7 separate regions of the Mus musculus genome follow, and regions 2, 3, 4, 5, 6 and 7 are each linked to region 1. A link is a contact called in public HiChIP or PLAC-seq, Micro-C and promoter capture Hi-C data. All regions are on one chromosome and are shown on one strand. Each heading gives the region's core, a stretch centred on a gene start, on an enhancer-like site or on the middle of the called end of the contact. The rest is flanking DNA. Distances are from core to core; before and after follow the strand shown.

Evidence for each region. Promoter capture Hi-C pulls out the DNA fragments that hold promoters and counts their contacts. Hi-C and Micro-C count contacts between places; a contact is called where the count stands out from the background. HiChIP or PLAC-seq counts read pairs in DNA pulled down with a chosen protein or histone mark.
Region 2: a contact with region 1 is called in an H3K4me3 HiChIP or PLAC-seq map of pro-B cells, with 4 times the contacts expected there. The contact joins the enhancer-like site here to the promoter of Akap11 in region 1. A contact is called at or near these places in 1 of 39 promoter capture datasets (liver), 2 of 484 Hi-C or Micro-C datasets (B cells and embryonic stem cells) and 2 of 115 datasets of contacts at active chromatin or transcription factors (astrocytes and pro-B cells).
Region 3: a promoter capture Hi-C map of pre-B cells shows a contact between it and region 1. The contact joins the promoter of Wbp4 here to the promoter of Akap11 in region 1. A contact is called at or near these places in 8 of 39 promoter capture datasets (the C10 cell line, cranial neural crest, hippocampal neurons and 4 more), 3 of 484 Hi-C or Micro-C datasets (embryonic stem cells and muscle stem cells), 3 of 115 datasets of contacts at active chromatin or transcription factors (astrocytes, large pre-B cells and pro-B cells) and 3 of 9 other capture datasets (adipose tissue, embryonic stem cells and liver).
Region 4: a promoter capture Hi-C map of pre-B cells shows a contact between it and region 1, with 6 times the contacts expected there. The contact joins the promoter of Kbtbd6 here to the promoter of Akap11 in region 1. A contact is called at or near these places in 2 of 39 promoter capture datasets (embryonic stem cells and pre-B cells), 1 of 15 datasets of contacts at CTCF or cohesin (large pre-B cells) and 2 of 115 datasets of contacts at active chromatin or transcription factors (astrocytes and large pre-B cells).
Region 5: a contact with region 1 is called in a promoter capture Hi-C map of pre-B cells, with 6 times the contacts expected there. The contact joins the promoter of Kbtbd7 here to the promoter of Akap11 in region 1. A contact is called at or near these places in 5 of 39 promoter capture datasets (the C10 cell line, cranial neural crest, liver and 2 more), 2 of 115 datasets of contacts at active chromatin or transcription factors (astrocytes and memory CD8 T cells) and 2 of 9 other capture datasets (embryonic stem cells and liver).
Region 6: a contact with region 1 is called in a promoter capture Hi-C map of embryonic stem cells, with 3 times the contacts expected there. The contact joins the promoter of Naa16 here to the promoter of Akap11 in region 1. A contact is called at or near these places in 10 of 39 promoter capture datasets (the 3T3-L1 cell line, 3T3-L1-derived adipocytes, the C10 cell line and 7 more), 3 of 484 Hi-C or Micro-C datasets (CD4 T cells, brain and embryonic stem cells), 9 of 115 datasets of contacts at active chromatin or transcription factors (the 230-238 cell line, acute myeloid leukemia, astrocytes and 5 more) and 3 of 9 other capture datasets (adipose tissue, embryonic stem cells and liver).
Region 7: a contact with region 1 is called in a Micro-C map of embryonic stem cells, with 4 times the contacts expected there. The contact joins the promoter of Rgcc here to the promoter of Akap11 in region 1. A contact is called at or near these places in 7 of 39 promoter capture datasets (the 3T3-L1 cell line, the C10 cell line, hippocampal neurons and 4 more), 4 of 484 Hi-C or Micro-C datasets (bone marrow-derived macrophages and embryonic stem cells), 10 of 115 datasets of contacts at active chromatin or transcription factors (the 230-238 cell line, T-cell acute lymphoblastic leukemia, acute myeloid leukemia and 5 more) and 2 of 9 other capture datasets (adipose tissue and liver).

The regions. Positions count from the first base shown.
Region 1 is chr14:78,535,114-78,538,485 of GRCm38.p6, reverse strand. It overlaps Akap11 (A kinase (PRKA) anchor protein 11), which reads left to right and starts at 1,626. Exons shown (of 12, transcript NM_001164503.1): 1 at 1,626-1,774.
Region 2 is chr14:79,520,427-79,523,798 of GRCm38.p6, reverse strand. The region is part of intron 1 of Elf1 (E74-like factor 1); the gene reads right to left. It also overlaps the pseudogene Gm9243. Among named protein-coding and RNA genes, the nearest start is that of n-TEttc4, 40 kb to the right of the region's middle. Within about 2 kb of position 1,833, at least 131 of the 459 cell types and tissues checked have an H3K27ac peak or open chromatin away from gene starts, as enhancers often do. A contact at or near this core is called in B cells, liver and pro-B cells, where this site is marked.
Region 3 is chr14:79,479,594-79,482,965 of GRCm38.p6, reverse strand. It overlaps Wbp4 (WW domain binding protein 4), which reads left to right and starts at 1,698. Exons shown (of 10, transcript NM_018765.3): 1 at 1,698-2,035; 2 at 2,521-2,593. The coding sequence starts at 2,034. It overlaps Elf1 (E74-like factor 1), which reads right to left and starts at 1,772. Exons shown (of 9, transcript NM_007920.4): 1 at 1,329-1,772. n-TEttc4 (a tRNA gene) reads right to left here and starts at 1,298; the gene lies at 1,227-1,298.
Region 4 is chr14:79,450,318-79,453,689 of GRCm38.p6, reverse strand. It overlaps Kbtbd6 (kelch repeat and BTB (POZ) domain containing 6), which reads right to left and starts at 1,855. Exons shown (of 1, transcript NM_001034882.3): 1 at 1-1,855. The coding sequence starts at 1,634. The coding sequence ends at 174.
Region 5 is chr14:79,424,788-79,428,159 of GRCm38.p6, reverse strand. Kbtbd7 (kelch repeat and BTB (POZ) domain containing 7) reads right to left here and starts at 1,649. Exons shown (of 1, transcript NM_001024135.2): 1 at 1-1,649. The coding sequence starts at 1,430.
Region 6 is chr14:79,389,180-79,392,551 of GRCm38.p6, reverse strand. It overlaps Naa16 (N(alpha)-acetyltransferase 16, NatA auxiliary subunit), which reads left to right and starts at 1,884. Exons shown (of 20, transcript NM_025832.2): 1 at 1,884-1,990. The coding sequence starts at 1,937.
Region 7 is chr14:79,299,822-79,303,193 of GRCm38.p6, reverse strand. It overlaps Rgcc (regulator of cell cycle), which reads left to right and starts at 1,559. Exons shown (of 5, transcript NM_025427.2): 1 at 1,559-1,745; 2 at 2,294-2,479. The coding sequence starts at 1,697.

The DNA.
Region 1 (3,372 bases), core at 377-2,876:
CTTTTGTTTTTAATTAAACTCTTTTCTTTTCTTTTTCAGCCTCCAACCCCTCTTTTCTAATCTTACTCCAATAAATATCTACAAAGAACACCATTTTATGTTTGTTTAGAGTTAACTTAGAGATGCGGCTACCTGTGTAGTGAAAATGGAGGACAGAAAGCCAAAGGCAAGAGGCCTCTCAGGCCATTCGCTTCTCAAGTAGTTTAAAACAACAAAATGATAAAAAAAAAAAAAAATCTACATATTTTAAATACAAGTCAGCAGCCAGCGCTTAGGGCTCTGACTTAACACATTTTGGAGACTGTCAAGGTCATTGGAAATTGGTTCTCACAGGATTGTCTTTTACCTGGACGAGTTCCTTGTTGTTTCAGCTTCCGTAAAATTCACTCTCTACAGGGAAGAGCTTACTAGTTTTTTGTTTTTTTTTTTAAACTAATTGTTATTGTTCCCCCCTTTAAGAGGTCAAAGCTTTTCATTGTAGACTAAACTCCCAGTTCTTTTCTTGGTTGATGAAGCAGTAAGGGATCTAGCCTCTATTATCATCCCAAGTTTATTTCTTGTTATTCAAATGTGCTAGATTAGATCCGGATTTGGGGCTTGTGAATTATTCTACTTTCTGCTAGCGATGTAGGGCTGCTATCCAAATCACTGCCTGAATCTTTCCTCCCACAAGGGCACCACCCCCAAGCAGTGGCCCAATTGTAACCACCACCATCAGATGATGATAATCTGCGAGTTAACACCTACAGATATCCACCCCCTCCCCCAACCCGGCCCCAGCTCTCAACAACCTAATCTATTTGTCTTCATAGTGTTCAATAGACAACCTGGAATTATGCCTAAAACGTGTAAGGAAAGCAGCCAAAAGCTGTTGAAGAGAACGAAGATATGACTGTACTCTTTCTTGTCTCTCTCCCCTAAAGAGGATAAAACAAATAAGGAGCATCTACTTCAAAATGTCCTTCTCATCTCTCGGCCAGTTTGAGGACCGTATGTCCTTGAGGAGACCATGCAACATGACTGCACCGATTCCTCTGATTTAAACAGGAATCACACAGCTTGTCACCCAAGGCTAGGCTTCTTGGTGGTCAAAGCCTTATTTTCCAATTTCAATGGCCCGTGGGGTTGGGAAGTGCACTGCCCTTTAGACTGACTCCAGAGGTTCCGATTGGGCCCAAGGCTTCCTCAGTGGTTTCCCCTGATGATGTTGGGAACCGGGCAGACCCATTCTGAAGGATGGGCTGTGTCTGGACCCCTGATGTCGTGGGCTGCCACTGGCTGTGGGAAACCAGCCCCAGGAAGGTCTAAGGGTGGCGGATGGGATGCCAGCATCCTGGGCTCGGGCGCTTGCCAGAGGAAAGGGTTAAGCCGTTCCCAAGGCAACGCACCAGGAAGCGCGCAAGACGTCAGCCGAGAGTTCGTAGGTCAGCTCGAGGTTTAAAGCTCCCACGGGCCGAGGGCCGCCTGGCCAATGGAGAGGGCGCCTCCGCGTCACGTGACGGGCGACCCGCAGCTTTGCCCTCCAGAGCACGTGGGAAGATATTTTCCCCCCACCCCTTGTTCCTTTTGCGCGGGCTCGGCCACGGGGTCGTTCTCGCGAGAGGTGCGACGGCTCTCGCGAGAGTGAGTGGGCGGCGTGGGGAGGCGGCGGCGGTGGCGTCGCGGGCTGGGGCGGGCGAGGGGGAGCGCCGCTGCGCTGCGGCTCGCGCCACCGGGCGTTGCGGGCCGTGACGGGAGGCTGACATGCCCGGGAGCTGAGAGGCTGTGCCGCCTGGTGAGCGGGGCAGGGAACCGGGAGCCAGAGGGCCGGGTCCAGACTGCGGCCGGGCGCCGTGGCCTCGCTGCGTGGGGCGCGGGCGGGAGGACGGTGCACTTTGTCCTCCGCAGCAGCATCCTTCCCTGTCAGCGTCCGAACCCAGGTCCCCGGCGCTGCCCTAACCCCAGATGCCGCTGTTTGCATCGCTGTCACGTCGCCTCCAGGCTGGCCAAGCATCCGAATTGCGCTATCAAATAGAAAATGGGCTGGCCAGACCACAGTGACAGTACAGTCTAAACCCCTGGTATAGCTTGGTGACAGTCCTTTAGCTCTGCCTACGGTCTTTAAAAAGAAAAGAAAAGAAAAAAAAACCCTATTAGTTGGAGGTGGCTTAGCTTTAGGCATTAAGGCATTTTGCGGTGAGCAATACTGCTGAGACACATCGCTAATGGCCTTGGCGCATACTGGAGTTAATATTCGCAGTTCTTTTATAGCCTTGTGATTATCCATTTGCTTCTAAATCGCTTGTTTTCCTTTGCATCTTTCTCACCTTGTTAGCAGTGTTATTTATATTGGTACTCAATTTTGTTATGTATGAAAATATATAAAATAAGGGCATCAGGAAAGATGGAGTATTTATTCATGCAAAGGTGATTTTGTTTTAATGTCTTTGTGTTTGCTTGGTGTGTGTGTGTGTATGTGTTGGTGTGTGTGCTGGTAAAAGGCAGCCTAGTATGATTGATGTCATTTTCAATAGTCCCACCTAATCTTTCAAACTATAGAAGCATTTTTTTCAAGGAATAACCTGGTTATTCATACTTGATTGTGTTTTCCAGGCAGGATTGTGAATCATAGGTTGGCAGTAAATTAAGCAATTAGTTGTGTAGTTAGTAACTGACTTATGAGGGATGAAGGGATATGAGGGAATTGGGGAAGACGTGGGTTTATAAGCTGAGCTGTGGCTAATGTAGATAGCTACAGAACTGCTCAACTGATCTGCCTGGAAAGGAATTGGCAGTATATACTCTGTGCCCAGTGATGTTTCTCAGTTGTTGAAGATTCTGAAGTTGGAGGCCCAGAACTGTAGTGAGAGATTTGCTAGCCTTCTCAAGCCTCTGAATTCCAGGGCTTCGTCAGGGAAACAGAAGAAAATCCTTTGGGAGAAAGGATGGTACATTTTATTTTAATTCCAAAGACTTAGTGTCTGGGAAAGGAACTCAGCCAATTCCGATCATAATGCAGCAGGTTGTGTAAAGGGAAATTTCCAGCTATAAATAGGGGAATTCTAGTCACACAGGGAGATATGAAAAACTTAGGTGAGTGGGCAAAGGAGTTAGCAAAAGTTCCCTTCCACTCATCTTTGTTGCTAGTCTTTCTAAGTTGTGGCAAGGGTTTCAGACTTTTAGAGCAATGGTTGCTTTGTCTTGTGTTTGGAAAGCAATTGAAGTAACTTTGGATGGAGCAATTACTTAGGTAATCCAAGTGTTGTTTTTTGTTTTTTTTTTTTTCATTTTTTCTTTTTCTTTTTGTGAAGTGGCCCCAGTAGTTAAATAAATAAATAAATAAATAAATAAATAAATAAATAAATAAAAAATTAGCCACTCAGAGAGAATGAG
Region 2 (3,372 bases), core at 584-3,083, 990 kb before region 1:
ATATATATATATAGCGAGAGAGAGAGACTAGTTGCATCTATGTTCTATATGGATTAAGTATTTTGAATAGATGACACTCGGCTATGAAATGAAGCAAGGCAATATCCATGACAGATTCAAACTTCATGGCCACTTACTACAGTCTGCTACCACCAGCATATCATTCAGGAAGGCTTTGCTTCTAAGGACACAGCTCAGTGGAGGAGCCCTGAGCACTCACCTGGCATGTGTAAAACCCTGGCTTTGATCCACAGCTCCCCAGAAAAGCACACTCCGAGGAGGAAGAAAAAAGCGCTTGCTTCAATTATTTCTTACAAATATACCATAAAGGCAACGTGCAGAGAAGACACACTGTAGTTCTTTAATCAGCCTGTGGCTTTGATTCCAGAATGGAGCTATCAGAGGTGTGAGTGCACCTATGCTTGCACTTAGTAGCTACAACCTCGGTGAGTATACAAAACTAAAGGCAATTAGGGCACAATCTTTGTCCTTAACTGGCTTGATTCCTAGGAAAGATTGGGAACAGATAACTAAATGTAAATGAATGTATTAAACAAATGCTGAGGGAGGGGGGGTAAATACTTGTGAGATGGAGGAACCCTTACAAGGGGGCAAGTTCATTAGTGATAACTCCCATCTGATCTTGCTAAGTTCTGAGACTGTGAAGGGGAGGGAGACATTCTAGTTAGAAGGAGCAATGCTGACAGTAACATTTAAATCTAAAAATGAGGTGGGACAACCTAGTAGAAAACAAGCTTTTCCAACGGGGAAATGAAATTGTCTCACCTCCTCAGCTGTCTTCAGCACTTGTGTGAGTTTGGACAGATTTCCCACATATAAGACACAATAGAAGCCAAGAAAACGTTAAAGGGCATACAGAAAAAAATCCAGCTGTCTACCCTCCATAGTAAGACCACAAAAACACATTTGGTTTTTTGTTTGTTTGTTTGTTTTTTACATTTCCCTCCATTATTTGAAATTAAATATACTTGATAAGGCCAGCTAGAGTAGTGCATACCTTTATTCTACAGAAGCAGGTGGACTTCCATGAGTTTGAAGCCAGCTTGGTCTATATAGTAGAGACACTATCTCAAAGTTAACATTAAATAAATAAGTGGACTCAGCAAGCCTGTTGATGGCTCTGTAGAACAGCGGTTGCAGCTCGGTGGTAACGAGCATGCCCCATTATGTGCACGCTCTGGGGTTAGTTCCCAGTTCTAAAAATAAAACGCATGACTCCTAAGTAATACCACCAAGACTGACTTCTGGCCTATATGTACATACATCTCACACGCCTGTGCACACATATGAACGTGTGTGCATGCATGCACAAAGTGCACAGTCCCTCAGGAATGACACCTCTGGCTCCTAAGAAGTGCCACCCAAGGTTGACCCCTGGCCTTCATACGCGAGCACACACACACACACACACACACACACTCACACTCACACTCACACTAAGGTATACTTGAGTATAGTTTGGTACAGGCCTATAACCCCAGCGTTTAGGAGGCTAAGTCAAGAAGATCATGAGTGTAATGCCAGCCTAAGTGCATATGGAGCCTTTCAAAAAACAAAACAAAATCACAAAAGGAAAAACCTCTTAAATGTGTAAAACTTGTATTTTCATATAAGTCCTATATCTAATGTCAAAGTGTTGCCAGATATCCACGCAATCTGTGTAACCCACCAAGAAGCCTACCATACATACCCCTAAAATCAACAAGTACGAAGTTTAATGAAACAACCTTTATGCTTAACTGGGCTCCCTGATGGGAAATTAAAGCAGCAACCGTACATCTGTGTCTCTGTTCCTCTCTTCGTGGTTTAACTGACAGGAAGCAGAGAGCAAGATAGAGCATACAAATGTCAACTATTTCCTGCCTTCTCTGCTGCATCTTACTTATAAATAGTTCAATTGCCTGTGTGCAAACACAATGAAGTATGATATCAGAAACATAAAAATGAAGAAAGACAATGAAAGTATTCTGGTGTTGAGAGCTAAGAGACAAAAGAACAATGTTCATGTCCTTTGAAGGACTCCTAGGAATGAATACCAAAGATCTGATAAAATGCTGTGGCCAGCCTTGTTGGCATAGGCCTGTGACCCGGCTACTCCAGAGCCCGGAGGAGGAAGATGGCTACACAGGCAAGGAAACCCAAGCAACTTAGTAAGAGCCCTGCTCCAAAGTTAAAAACTACAAAACATACTAGAGCCATTGCTAGAGCATGCAAAAGGCCCTGGGCCTAAGAGGTAGGAAAATAAAAACAAAAACAAAAACAACCACGCCCACATAACTGAATGAAACAGCAGAACATGTCCCCAAACCGTAAAGTCTGTCCTAGGAGTCTGGCAATTTGAAGAGTAACATTTGCTAGCCACCCTAACTAAACATTTCAAAACAAGGGAGGCAGAGGCGGCTGGATCTCTCTGAACTTGAGGCCAGCTGATCTACATAAAGCACTCTAGGCCAGCCAGGGCTGTATAATAGTAGGCATCTGTCTTTAAATAGACAAACAAAAAAACCCAGAAACCATGTAGCTGAGCAAGCAGCTGAGCATATCAGAGAGGTAGCATGGCTACCCCAAATGACTCAATAACACCCAACTGATTAATTTGCCACTTTGATCTTTGGGGGTTGGTTGGTTGTTCTGTGATAGTTCTCACACAACCCAAATTGTTCTCCACCTCTCTATGTAACAGAAAGATGACCTTGAACTTCTGATCCTCTAGTCTCCATCTCCAAACATAATGCCTACCATACAGGCACTCTATCAACTAAGCTAAGCTTAGAGTGTTGGGTTTTTATTTAATACAGCCTTTTGTCAGTCTCAGATTACTTGTGCCCCAAAACCCCAACAAACTACCCCCACTTTCTCATATGTCCAAAACTTGGTTCCTGTAATATATATCTACCATAAATAGGTGCTCAACTGATCATGCCTGTCAAACTAATAATCTTTATGAATGATAACTCACCACATGGTTAGGCAAAGTACAGCTATCTTCTCTATTAATATTGGGCAATTCTTACCTAGCTATAAATATAATCTACATCAACTATAATTTTATCAGGCTTCAGCATTCTATATTAATGTCCAAAACAACATTGTTCATATCACATAAGCCCATTGTGAGAATCCTGTGGCTTTTTTTTTCCTAAACAGAATTTAACATGTCCTTACTATTTATTTAGGTTTAAGTAAGGTTCTATGTTTCTAAAGTATAAAACCTTATATGATGGCTTGAATATACAGTTCTATTTTGCCTAATATTTCAAAGGAAAGGCTATAGCTCATTCTTTTTCAAAGACTATTAATATTCTAATTAATATTTCCAATTTAAACCTGGAATATTGGGCTGTAGGTATA
Region 3 (3,372 bases), core at 449-2,948, 940 kb before region 1:
TACCCACCTACCTAAAGCGCCTGCTGTTCAGCAGGCACCTCAAAACATCTGGAGGTGGGGGGTGGGGAACCTGACATGCATAAGGACTTGTGTTAATGTTTTAAATATTCGCTAAAGGAGTTTTCTAGGTTTAATTTTTACGAGGAAAGGCTCATTAATCCCTAATCGCATAGATCACATTAACAGCTATTTTCAAACTCAGCTGTGCCAGTTAAGGCTATAAAATATTGTTGGGAACACACAAACAACCAAAACTTCTGCTCAGTAATGGTTTTGACCAGAAACTCATCCGCCGGAGTCAGTTTTTCCTTATTTGTGCCCAAAGGCCCAACAGACTAAACATTACAGCTGCCCCAATTTTCTAATTTCAACTTGCATTTATGATAACGCTTTTGTTTCGTGTACGGCGCTCAGGCTGCTGACACAGCTGGGCCGCTTCTTTGTAATAAACACAGGGCTTCTATATTTAAAAGTACAGTGCAACTTTGTTGTAACATCCCCTCCCCAGTCTCCGGGCTAATTTTCTGTCTTCCAAGCTCCACCTCCATCCCATGATTTTTTTTTTTTTTTAAATCAGTGACGCTCCAAACAGCCTCCGGGAAAGCCGGCTCTGTTCTTTCAAGACATCTCATCCCAGTGGTATTTTTCTTCTCCGCAGTTTGCCGTGTGTTTGAAGAGGAAAGGGGAGTTAGAAGGAAAATAAGAGACATTCTGCAAAAGCCTTGAGGCGAGGGTTGCTGGGGGGGGGGGGGAGCGGTGGACCGGGCTCGGGTGCACGCGGCGGGGGTCCTAGAGCCCAGCCGGCGACAAGGGATCGGCGGGGGTCTGGCGATAGGGAGCAGCGGGGTGGTCTCCAGCCGCTGTTGACAGTAACTGGAGCGCAGCGGGCACGCCCCGGCCCGCCGAGTAGGAAGGGGGCGGCGGAGCAGGGTGTGGGCCGAGGGGGCACCCGGGCGGGGGGAGATAAGGCGAGGCCCAAGTTAATCATCACCTCCCGAGCGCCTGGAAAAGTACGGGCTGAGGGCGGGGTACAGCCGCGGGGAAAGCGAAACTCCTCTCGCAGCGGGCCCGAGAGCGGCCGCCGCGCTCCTCCGGCCTCCGAGAGCCAAGCTCCCATCCACGGGAGCAACTACACTGCCTGCTCCCAAACTCACCCCGAACACGGCTGCAGAAGTCAGCCAGAGCCACTAAGCAAGTAAACTCAACTAGAGCAAAAAGTGACACTGTTCCCATACCGGGAGTCGAACCCGGGCCGCCTGGGTGAAAACCAGGAATCCTAACCGCTAGACCATATGGGAAGTGCTGCTACAAGCACTGCTGTGACCCACCTGACTAGCGTCAGCGCCGCTACCACTCAGCCACTCTGCTGCAACTCGCGCCGCCGAAGCCGCCCCCGCGGCCGCTGCCCCACGCGCGGGCACGAGCCCGGCGGAGCGCGCGGGCGTGGCGGGGGGGAGGAGCGGGGCCGGTGCGCGCCCCTGGAAAGTTCTGAGCCGAAGCCGGGCGCCCCGTGCGCTCCCGGAACGGGCGGCTGCGCCTTTCTTTCTCAGCCGTCAGGTCCCGGGCTGCTCCCCGGTCACAGAGCGGGCGGGCAAGCCGGCAAAGCCGAGGGCGGCGCCGGCTGTGGGAACGGCGGCGTGCGGCCGGGGCTGGGGGGAGGCGATCGAGCCTCTCGGCTGCGAGCCAGCTCGGGAGTGGAGGTTCTGGATCCCGGGAGGCGTGAGGACCGCGGGATGGAGCCTGGGTCGGACGCTCGGGGCCCGCGGCTCCGGTCCCGTCGCGCTTTCGTCCCTTCTGGGTGACCTCAACCCCTTTATACCGACCCCACCTCTCAGGCGCCGCGAGTACCGCCCCGTGGGGGAGGGGAAGAGGCGGTGACAACCGCGCGCGCGGGTTGGGCCGTCGCGGCCGCCGTAGTCCACCCGTGGAAACGCCGTACCCGGGGGGGACGCCGAGACCGAGAGGTCCTGGCTTGAGCCACCGGCGGACATCAGTGAGCGGGATCGCGGGCTGCCCGCGGAGCTGCCGCCGTCATGTGAGTCGGGTCGGGTCGGGTCGGGCTTGCGCCGCCAGGCGCCCGCGAGTGGCCTCCTCCCGCCCCTCCGCTCGCCCGGGGCCGCCCGACCTGCGGGGCCGGTTCTCTCGGAGACGCGGCCGCCCTCTAGGCAGGAGCCGGGGACTCGGGTGCCGCCCCCGCCCGCCCGCCGGGGCCCGGGCCCGGGGCCGGGGTGGCGCTGCGGCCTCAGACGTCCAGGGGCTTTTCCCAGCCTCGCGTCCCCAGAACGAATGAATTAGCTAGAAGGGCACGGGAAAGAGAAATACTTTGAGACTTCTTCATCTCGGTGCAGTGTGATTTACCTTCACCGGAGAGCAGTTTTCCACGGACTTTAGCTTTACATAAATAATACAACTGCTTTGCTAAGACAGAAGTCCGAAAACAGCCTTATATCCCATTTTTTAACAACTGTAAAAATTCCTTTCAATTTTTGGATAAGCTTAGAGTTGTTTTTATCTTTTCAGGGCCGACTACTGGAAGTCACAACCAAAGAAATTCTGTGATTACTGCAAGTGCTGGATAGCAGACAATAGGCCTGTATGAAATTTTTATTAAAATATTCACGTGATGTGTTGTTTTTTTGACTTTAGTGTGTATAAGCCACTTTCGTGTATAGTGCTCTTTATTCTTCAAAACCTAAAAAGGTTTCTTTTGTTTGATTCCTCTTATGAAAGCTATAGCCTTCTCCTTTTCATCAATCTGACTTTGATTTTAAGGCCAAATTATTTCTGGGGACTTTGAGGAAATGGACAGTGAGTGGGATAATCTTGTTTATGGAATACCTGCCCCTTAAAAAGGAATATTGTAGTTTTTCCTGTTCTCCACAGGAAGGAGAACAGCATTATTCCCTGGTGAGATACAAAGGGAGCAGCTGTAATATACCTTATGCTGAAAGCCTTGAGCCCACTATTTTTGCAAGGGGGTTGGGGGCGGTGATTTTTCAAGACAGGGTTTCCAGACAGCAACTCACTCTGTAGACCAGGCTAGCCCGCAGCCCACAGAGATCTACTTGGCTTTGCTTCCCAAGTGCTGGCAAAAAAGGTGTGTACCATGGCTAGACTCCTAGATCCAACTTTTTGTTTGTTTGTTTGTTTTTTTGTTTTTCAAGACAGGGTTTCTCTGTATAGCCCTGGCTGTCCTGAAACTCAGGCTATTGTAGACCAGGCTGACCTCGCGGAGTGCTGGGATTAAAGGTGTGCACCACCACTTAGATCCAACTTTTAAAGCATAAAGTAAGACGTCAGCTGGCTTTCTTCCCTCTTAGACATTCTACAATCAGACAAGCTACTGTATCAAAAGCTGTGGGCTATGGGGAC
Region 4 (3,372 bases), core at 606-3,105, 910 kb before region 1:
TACAGTAACTGGATTGTATACTTTCATTACTGGGATGTCAATGATACAAGAGATGTCATCAATGAAGACATAGGCTTCACAAGTCACTGAGCTTCAGAGAAACAAACTTCAGCTACTTGATATGGCTTGGACCATTCATTCCATAGCAAATGTGTGCTGCAGAGGACACAGAATCACCAAAAGTCAAAGGATGTAAAGGAATGTGGTAATTGAGCCACTAATGGCCTCCTGTTCTTCTGGACACTGTAGCGTCCCACATCTGTTAATTCAGCTCCAGTAACAGGGTCTCGTCCACCCAAAATGTAAATGTAACCATTCAGATATGTCATATCCATACCCTCCGGACACAGCAAGTGGTCAGTCAGTTGATACAAATTATTTTGGGCTGGCTTATATACCCATACACCTCTCCTGGACTGAACAGTGGGACAGATGTCATGGTCTGGAGAAATATAGACAGCTAAGGTGGTGAGAGTTCTAGTGTGTGCAAGGCAAGTCACAGGCAAGGACACTTTGTAAATTTCCTCAGAGTATGGGTCAAAGCAGAAAAAGTGATGTTTGGGGTGTCCACAGAAAACCATCATTCTCTTCACACACATCCCTAACCTATGGGGTGGATTTTCTTCTGCTGGGACAACAGTGTTGCTGGTGTCATTATTATTACTATTGCTATTGTTGCTGTTGCTTGGAATCTGTGCCAAAGCCTTAGGCAGACCATCATCAAAACGAAACTGCCGGAGAGCCCCTTCAATAATGTCCAGGCAGTATTTCTTCACAATAGGCTTGCTCAGTAGCTCCTCTAGGTAGTCCTGCTCTTCTGCAGGGAAGTGCGCCCAACGAATACACTTAAAGACTTCCCCAGCACTGGGACCCCGCTCTTTGGGAGCAGCCTCCAGCCACTGCACCGCCACATGACACACAGTCTTCTCACTCTCTACATCCAAGCTGTCCAGACGCAGGACGGCCAGCAGCTGGGCCAGGGTCAGATCTGCCAGCGTCTCCTCCCGAATGGACCCCATCCTGCTGAGCTGCTTGAAGTTGTGAGCTATGAAGGACTGGGCCTGAGATCGCAGCTTGTGGTGGTCAAAGGCATCGGCAAACTTGAGGATGGCAGTGCAATTGGTCAGGTCAAGGCGGCGAGCCAGAAAGGAGGCACAGGCTTCGCGCACGTACTCCAGCTGCAGCATATCCGAGGCCGCGTACAGGCGCTGCACGTTGGCCTCGCTGAGCGACACGCGACCAGTGTAGCAGTAGTCCACCAAGACCTCGAAGGACTCGGCATCCACGTCGTGGATCGTCACGCTGGCCTGCTGGCTCTCGTACATGCCCCCCGTGAACATGCTCTTGAAGTAGGGGCAAGCGGCCGCCAGCACGTTGCGGTTGCACGAGAAGAGGCGCCCCGTGCCCGGCCCGCTGCCAGGCGTCACCACCTCGATGGTCACATCGCACAGCAGCCGCGCGTCGTAGAAAGACTTGAGCTGTGCCAGGAGGGCTGCGGAATGGGCCGCGTCCTTTAATTCCTCCGGGCCCGTGAAAAAGGCCGACACCGAGGGCTTGGAAATCCTCTTGGGCCGCCTCCCGCCGCGGGGGCTGGCGAGGCGGCGAGAGCGCGGGGCGTCTTCCCGGGACTGCATGGTGGAGATGGCGGCGGGGCGCCGAGGGCGAGAACGGCTGCAGACGCCTGGCTCCTCCTCACGCCTCCCTCGCCAACACAGGGGCGGCACAGCGGCGACCCAGAACAGACTCCGCTCGCGGCCGCAATTACTCAGTTGGGCCTTCGGGGCGGAGCCGCCTCCCTTTATCGCGTAGCCGACGGCCAGCATCTTCACACCAGCGCGGACGACACCGCAAAAGCGCAAGGAGTAAGCCAGCAGGGTACGTTACAAACTGCTTTTCCCGCCTCCAGGCATGATGGGAGTTTTCAGGTTCTAGGGCGGAAACTGAAAGACTGCAGCTGCTTTGCATTTTGGGAGTTGTAGTTCATCCAAAGTCGCGAGCCTTTTTGGTTTTTCATTGTTTTCAGGATCTACTAGAAACCGCCGGTTCTCTTGGGATTTATTGTCGGGTTTAGAATTTATGGTTTGAAATCCTCTTTAATCCTTCTGTTCTAATGTGTTTGTTTTTTCTCTTGTAAAACATCAATAGTAGTATTTGAGAATATTGATGATTAAAAGAGCTGCATTGCTTTGGAAACATTTCATAGTTTTGTTTTACAAAAACAATAATTAGACGTGCAATTCCTGGAATATAAAAAGCTAGAGAGTTTTAGGGTTTTCTTTTTTTCCAGTATTTTATTGAAAATGAAGAAACATTGATTTAATATGAGTCTACAGAAAAACATCTTAAAGTTTCTTCAGAGATGTTTCTCGTTTGGTTGGTTCATTTGAAAAGATTTTATTTTTAGCACAGTTTTAGGCTCGTAGGAAAATTGAACAGGAAGTGCAGGAAAGTCCCAGCATCCATGTCTCACAGTTTCACCTATTAATACCCCTCTTAATGCCCTGCGTTACTGTGAGATTTGTTACAAATGATAAATGATTACTGGTGCATTAATATTAATAATGTTTATAGAGGAGTTTACTCTTTGTGTTGAAAAAAATCTGCAGGTTTTAAGCACCTGAAGCTCCCAAAAGTTGTCCTCTGACCCCCACACATGAGCTAGGTGCCTGCACAGAAAACTACGTATTTTTAAAAATAGAAACTGCCAAACCAAAAGGGAATTCTATAGACTCCAGCATTTTTGTTTTCCTACAGACTCACAATTTCAATTTTGTCATGCTTCAACTTTTGTTAATGGCCCTTGCATGCAAGCTCAGTTCCCAGAAGTACCTTGCATTAGAAAACAGCCTACAGTCTAGCTATACTGAAAGTTCCAAGACAGCCTAAGCTACAAAGAAAGACCTTTAACTCTAGTGTTGTATTTGAGACAGAGTCTTACTCTGTATCACAGGCTGGCTGTGAAATTGTGCAATCTTCCTGCTTAAACCTCTAAGGATAACCTGATGACATTGTCGGCATCAAATAGTTTGTTACCTTCACTGCTATTTGATAAAAGACAAACTGCCGTGAGCCATCAAAAAGAGGCTAACGCTAGCAGAGGACTTTCTTGGAGGTGGCCCACCTTTTTGTATGACCTAGGATGGGTGAGCTTTGAGAGGCAAGGTTCCAAGTGGCTTTGTCTCAGGATTGCTTCTTGCAGCTGATATTCCTTGCCTGCCACTCTTATAGAGACTAGGGATTCCTGGGCATTAGTCCAGCCTATTGAGCAAATAAATGCCCTGCAGATCAACATAAAGGTAAACTTTCATTAATTAATACTGTTTATATGAATTAATGATTTTATAGAATTCCTGATTTGATTAAAATTTAGGA
Region 5 (3,372 bases), core at 400-2,899, 890 kb before region 1:
ACCAATGCCCATTGGTTCCTCTGGACACTGTAGCATTCCACTTCCTTCAATTTAACTCCAGTAATCGGGTCTCTCCCACCCAAGATGTAAATGTAGCCATTCAGATAGGCTACATCCATACCCTCTCGACACAGCAAGCGGTCTGCCAGCTGATGCCAACTATTTTGGGCTGGTTTATACACCCATAGGTCTTTCCTGGGCTGGGCAGCAAGATAGATGTCATGGTCTGGAGAGACACAAACAGCTGAAGATGTAATGGTCTTAGTGTGTGCCAAGCTAGTCAAAGGAGACGGCATTGTGTAAATATCTCCGGAATAAGGGTCGTAACAGAGAAATGGATCTCGGGGGTGCCCAAAAAATATTACCATCTCTTTGGCACACATACCCAACCTTTGGGGTGGATTTTCTGCTACCGATACAACTGAGCTACTGCTGCTGCTGCTATTGCTGCTATTATTGCTATCACTGCTGTGGCTGCTATTTGGCTTGGCAACCACTGACTTGTACAACCTATCACCAAATCGCAGCTGCCGGAGAGCCCCTTCAATAATGTCCAGGCAGTATTTCTTCACAATAGGCTTGCTCAGTAGCCCTCCCAGGTAGTCCTGCTCTTCTGCAGGGAAGTGCGCCCAACGAATACACTTAAAGACTTCCGCAGCACTGGGACCCCGCTCTTTCGGAGCAGCCTCCAGCCACTGCACCGCCACATGACACACAGTCTTCTCACTCTCTACATCCAAGCTGTCCAGACGCAGGACGGCCAGCAGCTGGGCCAGGGTCAGATCTGCCAGCGTCTCCTCCCGAATGGACCCCATCCTGCTGAGCTGCTTGAAGTTGTGAGCTATGAAGGACTGGGCCTGAGATCGCAGCTTGTGGTGGTCAAAGGCATCGGCAAACTTGAGGATGGCAGTGCAATTGGTCAGGTCAAGGCGGCGAGCCAGGAAGGAGGCACAGGCTTCGCGCACGTACTCCAGCTGCAGCATATCCGAGGCCGCGTACAGGCGCTGCACGTTGGCCTCGCTGAGCGACACGCGACCAGTGTAGCAGTAGTCCACCAAGACCTCGAAGGACTCGGCATCCACGTCGTGGATCGTCACGCTGGCCTGCTGGCTCTCGTACATGCCCCCCGTGAACATGCTCTTGAAGTAGGGGCAAGCGGCCGCCAGCACGTTGCGGTTGCACGAGAAGAGGCGCCCCGTGCCCGGCCCGCTGCCAGGCGTCACCACCTCGATGGTCACATCGCACAGCAGCCGCGCGTCGTAGAAAGACTTGAGCTGTGCCAGGAGGGCTGCGGAATGGGCCGCGTCCTTTAATTCCTCCGGGCCCGTGAAAAAGGCCGACACCGAGGGCTTGGAAATCCTCTTGGGCCGCCTCCCGCCGCGGGGGCTGGCGAGGCGGCGAGAGCGCGGGGCGTCTTCCCGGGACTGCATGGTGGAGATGGCGGCGGGGCGCCGAGGGCGAGAACGGCTGCAGACGCCCGGCTCCTCCTCACGCCTCCCTCGCCGACGCCGACTCAGCGGCGTCCCAGAACAAACTCGGCTCGCGGCCGCAATTACTCAGCTGGGCCTTCGGGGCGGAGCCGTCTGCCTTTATCGCGTAGTCCCCGGCTGACTCACTGTTTCCCTTCACGCCCTTTCTCAGCCCTTAGCTCACCCTCACACGACCCTGGGGTCTAGCCGCAGGAGCAGCTTCTGCCGAGCGGGCGAGACGGGTAGATGCCCGGACGAACTACTCTTCCCAGGTTGCCTTTCGCGCGCCTCGATGCATGACGGGATCCTCCGGCTCACGGACTATATGAAGAGGCCGAAGCCGCTTTGCATCTTGGGAATTGTAGTTTACATAACCTCTTTATTTTTTTTTTTCTGTTACTGGGTCCTTCACTGAGGTAGAAAGTGGATAGTATCCGGAATTTGATACTTTAGGTTTCAGTCTTGCATAGTGGCATACATATTTATCCCAGCACCAGGGAGGCTGAGGCAGGGGGATCTCTTGAGTTTGAGAACAACTTGGTCTGCATAGAGAGTTCCAGGACAGCTTGAGCTATGTAGAGAGAACCCATCTCACTAAAATAAAATAAAATATAATGGCTTTCAAGTCCAGAGTAAAAGTATCCACTCTATTATTTGTTTGCATGACTTCCTCCTGAAAACTTTATTGAATTTGAAAACTGAGGATAGCAGTATTTTAGTTTTGTGAAGACTGAATGGTATGTGCAATTTACAGAGTTCTTTTGTTGTGGATAGCCCTGGGGCTAATTATATTTGATGTTAATTCCATTCTCCTGTGAGTGGTTGTGAACAAGGGATGAGTTGGCACCCAGGTGATTTCCTGTAAACCTGATTCCACCTTAATTTGAAAAATAAAGGAGAGCTGATGATTGGGCAGATAAAGGGAAGGTGGAGAGAGAGAAGATGAAGAGTAAAAGGAAGAAGAAGAAAAGTGGAGCAGAAGCACATGGCCTGGAGAAACTGAAAGTTCTAAGGGGTCACATAAGACGTGGAAGACCGTAGTGTAGACATACAGCACGTATTTATATTAGCTGAGCTGTGTTTTCATTGCCAGGGCATATTTGGGTTGGAGTTTTACTGCAACATTCTTTATTTTATTAGAAATATTAAAGTTACAGACTATTTTTAAAATGCAAAATCAAGCATTACTGTTTCTTACTTACTCTTATAGAAACACATCTACTAATTTGAAGCCATGAGCCATTAAAAGACTGTAAATTTCTGCAAATAACTTCTTTTTCACTTGCAGCTTAAATGCACACACACAGAGGTTTTCTTTTTTCTTTACTTTCTTTTGTTGTTGTTGTTGTGAGACAGGGCTTCTCTGTTTAGCTCTGGCTGTCCTGGATCCACCTGCCTCTGCCTACTAAGTGCCAGGATTAAAGGCATTGCTGGGATTAAATAAAGGTGGTGGCACATGCCTTTAACCCCAGCACTGAGGAAGAAGAAGCAGGGAGCATTTGATCGAGACCAGCCTGGTCTACAAGAAGAGCCAGGGCTACACAAAGAGAATCCCTGTCTCAAAACAAACAACCCATGCTCAGAAAAACAAAAAAAAAACCAAATTACGTAGATTCATTAGGAAGTATTGGACGACTAATTTGAGGACCTAAGAACATTTATGGAAGCCATTCAAATGTCTAGACTAGGTATAAACAAAGACGTGGTTTTGTTTCCTCATTGTTACAGTTTTAACAGGAAATGTTCTATAAATACTTAGGTATTGGTGAGTTTGGTTGTCAGCTAATGGGCCTTTGAGAAGTGACTAGATCCTAGGGGTTCACTACTGTGCAACTAATGGGTCTTTTCTAAAAGTTTAATTAAGTTGAGTCTTCATTACATTTGTGCTTCTGCTGTGTGAGAG
Region 6 (3,372 bases), core at 635-3,134, 850 kb before region 1:
AGAGAGAGAATGCACAGAGGCTAGGAGTAATCATTAGGTCCTCTGGGTATAGAGGGGGTTGTCAAGTGCTGGGAACTCTGGAAGAGCTAGAATATTTGACTGAGTCTACTCTTCAGCACTGCTGGCTTCTTTTTCTTCTTTAAAAACAAACAAACAAACAAACAAACAAACAACCCAAACAAATGAACAAAAAAAAAACTCAAGAAACAAAAATGTTGTTTCAGGCCAAGCATCCGTGGCACATGCCTTTAATCCCAGCACTTGGGAGGCAGAGGCAGGCAGATCTCTAAAAGTTTGGGTCCAGCCTGGTCTACAGAGCAATTTTCAGGACAGCCAAGGCTAGACAGAGAAACCCTCTCTCAAGACAAAACAAAACAAAACAAAACAAAAGAAGATCAAACCCTCTCAAACATAGGGGACGGAGTGGGGGGCATAGGATGAAGTTCACCTGAAAGCAAACATTGCATCTGTCAATGTGGTGTCTTATGTAGAATTATTACCTATAGTTATCTCTGGCAAGTGATTGACACGGGCAACCCTATCTTGAGTCACCTTCCATGTTAGACAGTGGTGGCGCACGCCTTTGATCCCAGCTTTAGGGAGGCAGAGGTAGGCAGATTTCTGAGTTTGAGGTTAGCCTGGTCTACAGAGTGAGTTCCAGGACAGCGAAGGGTACACAGAGAAACCCTGTCTCTGAAAAACAAAACAAGCAAAAGGGTTCTGGAGAATGAACTTTATAGGATGTGCCATTTCCCGATTCCTGTAGCTTCTTCCGTCCCCTTAAAAAAAAAAAAAAAAAAAAGGCTCTCACTACATAGCCTAGCCTGGCTTTGAACTTGTAATCCTCTTGCCCTTGATTTTCCAGTACTATTACTACAGGCACGTGCAGAAATTAGGATTCAGAATTTATATGTTTATATACATATGTTTACACACACCTTTTAATACTACACCAACATCTGGTATGTGATCCTTCTTGTCACAGATGTCTATCTGTATGTTCTTGCGTGTTGTTAGTATGTTTCATTTTTTTGGAGAAGTCATCCCTGAAACATTCTAGGATTGTATCCTGTTTTTCCCATTATTGGGTAGTCTATGTGGTGAAAGAGGCAGTAGACTCGAGGATCAGTAGATCTGTAAAAATTCTGCAATTATTACTGAAAATGTTGGGTTCCCTCGCGGCTGAGACTTTTTTTTTTTTTTCTCCTTCCTATCCTTTGCCTAAAGGGGCTGTCTCGCCAGTTCCATCATTTCAAGGTCTGATCACTACTTTCATATGCAATGAAAAGATAAGGCTTCTTTTTTTGTTGTTGTTTTTTGTTTTTCGAAACAGGGTTTCTCTGTATAGCCCTGACTGTCCTGGAACTCACTCTGTAGACCAGGCTGGCCTCGAACTCAGAACTAGTGCTGGGATTAAAGGCGATTAAAGGCGTGCGCCACCACCGCCCGGTTTAAGGCTTCTTTTTAAGAGTCCTTTTAAAAACAGCAAGAAAAGGAAGGACAAATGGATTCTAAACCAAGAGTGTTCGTGGTATTAAGCAGGGTTTCCACTGCACAAAAGAATAAAAGTTAACTCGGAAAACAGTTTTACATCATCTAGGACAGAAGCCTAATAACCAGCGTGAGACGAACAGTCCAGAGATTAGGGCGAGTAAATGACTAGGCGCTTAAGACGTGACAGGAGCCACAGCCCTGCACCGACCCGGAGACCTCCCGGGTGAGAAGAGTCTAGTCTTTCTCTTGGCCGCGAGACTGCGCATGCGCACCCCGCGGGGGGGCGGGGCGAGCCCTGGTCGCCATCTTGGCGCGCGCGGGCTTCCCTCCCGGGCCGCCCACTGGAGTGCGCTGTGTTCCGCTTCCCGTGGCATCCCGCCGAGGTAACCCGCGGCCCGGGTCCTGGCTGGTCGCTCGAGCAGGCCTCCCCATCGCCGCCACGATGCCCTGCGTGCAGCTGCCCGCCAAGGAGAGCGCCCTCTTCAAGCGCGTGCTGGTGAGCGGTGGCCCGCCCGACCCCTGCGCGCTTTCTTTCCCACCGAGCCGGGCTCTCCTCCGGCCGCTTCTCCTTCCGTTCCCCCGCGGCGCTCCCTCCCTGACTCTGGAGCTCCCCACTGCGGGAGCTTTCCAGAAAGTTCCCCGGCCGAGTCGCCGGAACCCCGGCGCCGGGCTCAGCGGGTCCCTGCAGTCCTCCCCTCGGAGTAGTCCGAGCTGCTTCGGGTCCAGGCTGGGCCAAGCACCGCTGCTTGCGGGGTACGGGAACATGGAGCCCGCGATCCTCGGGAGCCCATGCCTCTGTGCGGGAGAGTTTGCATGTTTGTGCGGGCCCGGTTTTGGAAGTGATTTGCCAGAAACTTGCTTCTAACTCGTCCTCGTGATGAAAGCTGCGGAGAAGGGCTTTGTGCTTGAGACCCTTTACGTGGCTTTGAAGCCTGAATAAGAATAGTAATAATGATGATTAATAACAAGTTGCCTTGGTCATGTTAGACCCATGCCCAGCTAAACGAGGTTCGGTTTTACGTTTTTAAAGTTTACTTAAGACATGCTCACTCTGTAGCCCTGGCTGGCCTGGATCTCTCTATGCAGACAAAGCTAGCCTAGATTTTAGAGCTGCTTTTTTTTTTTTTGCCTCTCGAGTGCTGGGATTCAAGGCATTTGCCACTGTGCCCAGACAAGAAGTTTTCTCTGGGGAGTGTGCCAGCATATCTGCCACCTTGGCACCTTGACCAGGTTATATCCTTTCAGGGAGGAGAGAGGTGACACGCTTCTTCTCTGTATGTTGCGGGGCTCTTAAAGATTTAGAAAAGAAAATGAGTTAATAGCGGTATGTTCTAAGCTGCCCTTTTAATTTGAGAATGTGCTACTTGCTGGGCAAGCTTTTAGATTTCAGGGTGAATTTGTATTGAGAGCACGTGGCTGAATAGCGTTAGCTGTTGAGTAAGGAAACACTGATCTTAATACTTTGTTGCCATCACCTGACAAAATGTTACACTTAGTACTGGCTCAAGCCAACAGAAGCTTGACATGTAGCATTGAGAATGTTAACAATGATACAAGTGGACTAGGGGACTACTTTTTTTCTTTTTTTTTTTTCTTTTTTTTTCTTTTTCTTTCTTTCTTTTTTTTTTTTTTTTTTTGAGATGGCCATATATTTCAGGTTGGCCAAAAATAACCTTGAACTCATCTGCTTTTGCCTGGAGGGTGATGGGATTACAGTTCTGGATACCACATCTAGCCTTGGGATGATAATGTTTCAAATCTCAGTTTGGTACAGTTAGTAGAGAAGCGTGTGTGGCAAATAAATGTCAGAAGTGTTCACTCCTTTGGTAGCTGACAAAGATCAGGATTAGTTAAAGAACACTTGTACTCTTCCTCAGT
Region 7 (3,372 bases), core at 310-2,809, 760 kb before region 1:
CTGCCGACCACTGGCAATGATTATATTATTCAGGGGTGGCTGTCAGGAGTGACCTGGTGCATGCCACATTCTGACACCTAGGAAGGCTGGAGTCACTGGGGAAAGATGTCCTCACATAACACCATCCAAAGATTCTGTGATGATGGCCGTTGATCACTTGAAAGTGTCTAGTATAGCTAAGGAAGTGTCTGGTGTAGTTAAGAAAGTGTCTGGTGTCTGGACTGAAAACTTTCACTTTATTCAATTTTGATTGTTTTACATTTATTTATTTATTTTCTTTTGCAGGTCTGAGGATGAGCCTTCAGACTCAGGGCTCACCCATGCTAGGCAAGCACTTTATTGCTAAATCATATTCCCAGGCCCCAGCTAGCCCCTTACTTTACATTAATTTAGTGGTGTGTGTGTGTGTGTGTGTGTGTGTGTGTGTGTGTGTGTGTATGTGTGTGTGTGGTGTGTGTGTGGTATGTGTGTGTGTAGCATGTGCATATATGCACACAAGGCGTATGTTGTGCCGGACAAGATCAGAGGTCAACCGCAAATGTGATCGATTCCCTGGGCACTGCCCACCTCCATTTTTAAGATACAGCTTTTCATTGACTTGGAGTTCTCACTTTGGGATTGGCTGGGGAGTCCCAGGGATTTGCCAGCCTTTGCCTCTCAGGGCTGGGATTATAAGTGGTGTCCATCTAGTTTGGATTTTTTAATGTGGATTTTGGGGCTTGAACTTGGATCTTCATGCGTGCACAGTAAACTCTTTACAGACAGGATTGTACTATGTAGGGTTTTTTTTCTTTTCTTTTCATGCAGTAGTCCTCAAATCTCCACTCTCTTGCCTAGACCCCCTTCTACCATCCTCCTTAGGGCTGGGACTATAGGCGCAGGCCACCAGCAGGCCTCTTATTTTACGTTTAATAACTACCTGGGGCAAAGGGCTGTTGGTCACCTGAGGCAGGAATTCTACTGGGCTGTGCTAAGGATGGACGCTCAATCATACGGACCCTATACCAGAATGCATCTGTCCATGTGGTACTCTGCGCTCAAAGATCATCTCAATTGAAGACTGCATTCACCTCAACCCACTGCCCTCAGCTGTCCACTCTGTCCACGCACAACCTTATAAATTCCTTGAGAAAAGTCAGATGGAGGACTGGTTCTTTGCAGAGGCTACTGAGGCCCTTGGCTCCTTTATTTTTGCAGCAAACAAGGAGGCTTTCTGCATGTGCAGTTCCATTTCATAGATGAGGCTCAAGGAGGCTCAGCCAGAAGGCGGGAAACAGGGTAAACTCTTGGAGAACTCTGATGCCCGCAAAGACACTTCCTTGGGTCGGGTTGTCAGGGTGGTAGAGAAAGCGGCGGGTAAATATTTGGGGCGGTATCCTGGACTCCGGCGACACCCGTCACTGCGGTTCTTCAGAGGCCAGCGCGTGGCTAGGGCGGTGCCGGGAGTAGGGGGTGGAGGGACAGGGGCGTCCCCTAGGTCGTCTGGGACTTACTCAGCAGCCCCGCCCCGCCCCGCCCCTGCCGGTGGCTATAAGACGGAGTAGCCGGCGGGTGGCGCGGCTCAGGCGAGTAGCTAGCGCTCAGGCTCGGCAAGGAGCAAGGCAGAGGCACCGGAGCAGACTGCAGTGCAGGCGGCAGCCACCAGGGCCAACACCTCGCAGCATCTCTGCTACGCGTGTCACTGAGCAACTTCTCCATGAAGCCGCCCTCAGCGCAGAGCAGTCCCGCGGCGGTCGCGGCCGCAGGTGAGTGCCTATTTGGAGGTGTCTTCTCCACCTCTGCGCCCCGGGATCGAAGCCAGGGACTGCGTCCACGCTAAGCTACACTCTCAGCTCCGGGGCCCCTGAGAGCTGGAGCCTGCAAGTAGGGGCGAGAGAACAGAGGTCGCTAAGGTCTTCTTCCACTGCCCACCCTTCTGTCCTCCATCACCCTGGCATCCCGTCTCCGGATCGCTCGTCCGATGCAGGTTTAGTTTGGTTTTCCACGCGGGACAAGGAACCGGAGTCTGACACGTAACGGGTGCCTGCTGACTCAGACTTCCCGCCGCCACGCGCTCCAGGGAGCGAGCGTGGGCAACAGTAGGAAAGCGCGTGGGGTGGGCTAGGTGACTTCCAGACTTTCAGCTCAACCCACGGAGGCTTCTTCTCCTCCGTGTCTGGTGACAGGCGCTTTAGAGGGTGGTTGGGAGGTTACGGAGTAACTGACTGCGTGGCTGTCACTGGCAAAGGCAGAGTGGAGTTCTAGGGAACGCTGGCCGCCCCTCCAGATGCCCTCTGTGCCCTCCCTCCCCTAGCCCCGGCCATGGACTCCGCGGCCGCTGCAGACCTGACCGACGTGCTGTGCGAGTTCGACGCGGTGCTGGCCGACTTCGCGTCGCCCTTCCACGAGCGCCACTTCCACTATGAGGAGCACCTAGAGCGCATGAAGCGGCGCAGCAGCGCCAGCGTCAGCGACAGCAGCGGCTTCAGCGACTCGGAGAGTAAGTGAAGCCCTGTTGAAGTCAGTAATCCTCAGACTCAGGCTTCCTAAAGCTCTAGATTCACCTGGGTTATCTTTAAACTGAGGCACGACATCTGGGGAAAGTCAGACCCGGGGATCTGCACGGCTCTGAGATGCCTGAAGAGTTGACTTTCTGAGTCGTTAGCCCAGATGTGCGGGGGTCATTAAGGCGTTCTTGGGGAGAGAGGTACGAGGGTGGGTGGGTGGCTCTTAAAGAGCTGTGGGTCTACCTGTCACGGCAGGTGTGTACCATGAGGCCTGAGGGTTTGTGCAGTCAGCCAGAACTCCTGGGAGTCCAGCCAGGCCTTCCAACCTTTTCCCGCCTTTCTACCCACTCTTCGCTCTTCATTTTTTTTTTTTTATTTTATTTTATTTTGAGACTCTCCCAAGGTGATCTATGTAGCTGCGGGTGACCTCGAACCTCTCTGATCCTCTTTCCTCGGGCTTCAGGGTGCTGGGGTGACAGTGCAATGCCACCACATTTAGGCACATCAGTTTATAGGCAATGCTGGGGGTCAGACCTAGGGCTTCTTGCACGCTAGGCAAACACTAGACCAACAGCACCCTCCCTTTCCTTTTCCAGAATGGGTGTTGGGGAACATGAGGACACGAGTGAGCACAAGAATGAAACATTTGTGAAACCAAAATGGTTTCATAAGCTGCTGTTTTTGGAATGCTTGAAATAACTTCGTTCACTTTCTGCCTAGCTCCCAGGCTCTTTCGCCACTCCAGGCACTTTTGAAACAGTCTCCCGCTGGGCTGCTGAGTTCAAGTACAGGGTTTCAGGCACGCCCACCCTCCAGGTTACCCACAGAAGGTCATCCTAGTAACCTTTTCCACATTGCCTCTGGAGAGGGGAAGGGGGAGGGGAGG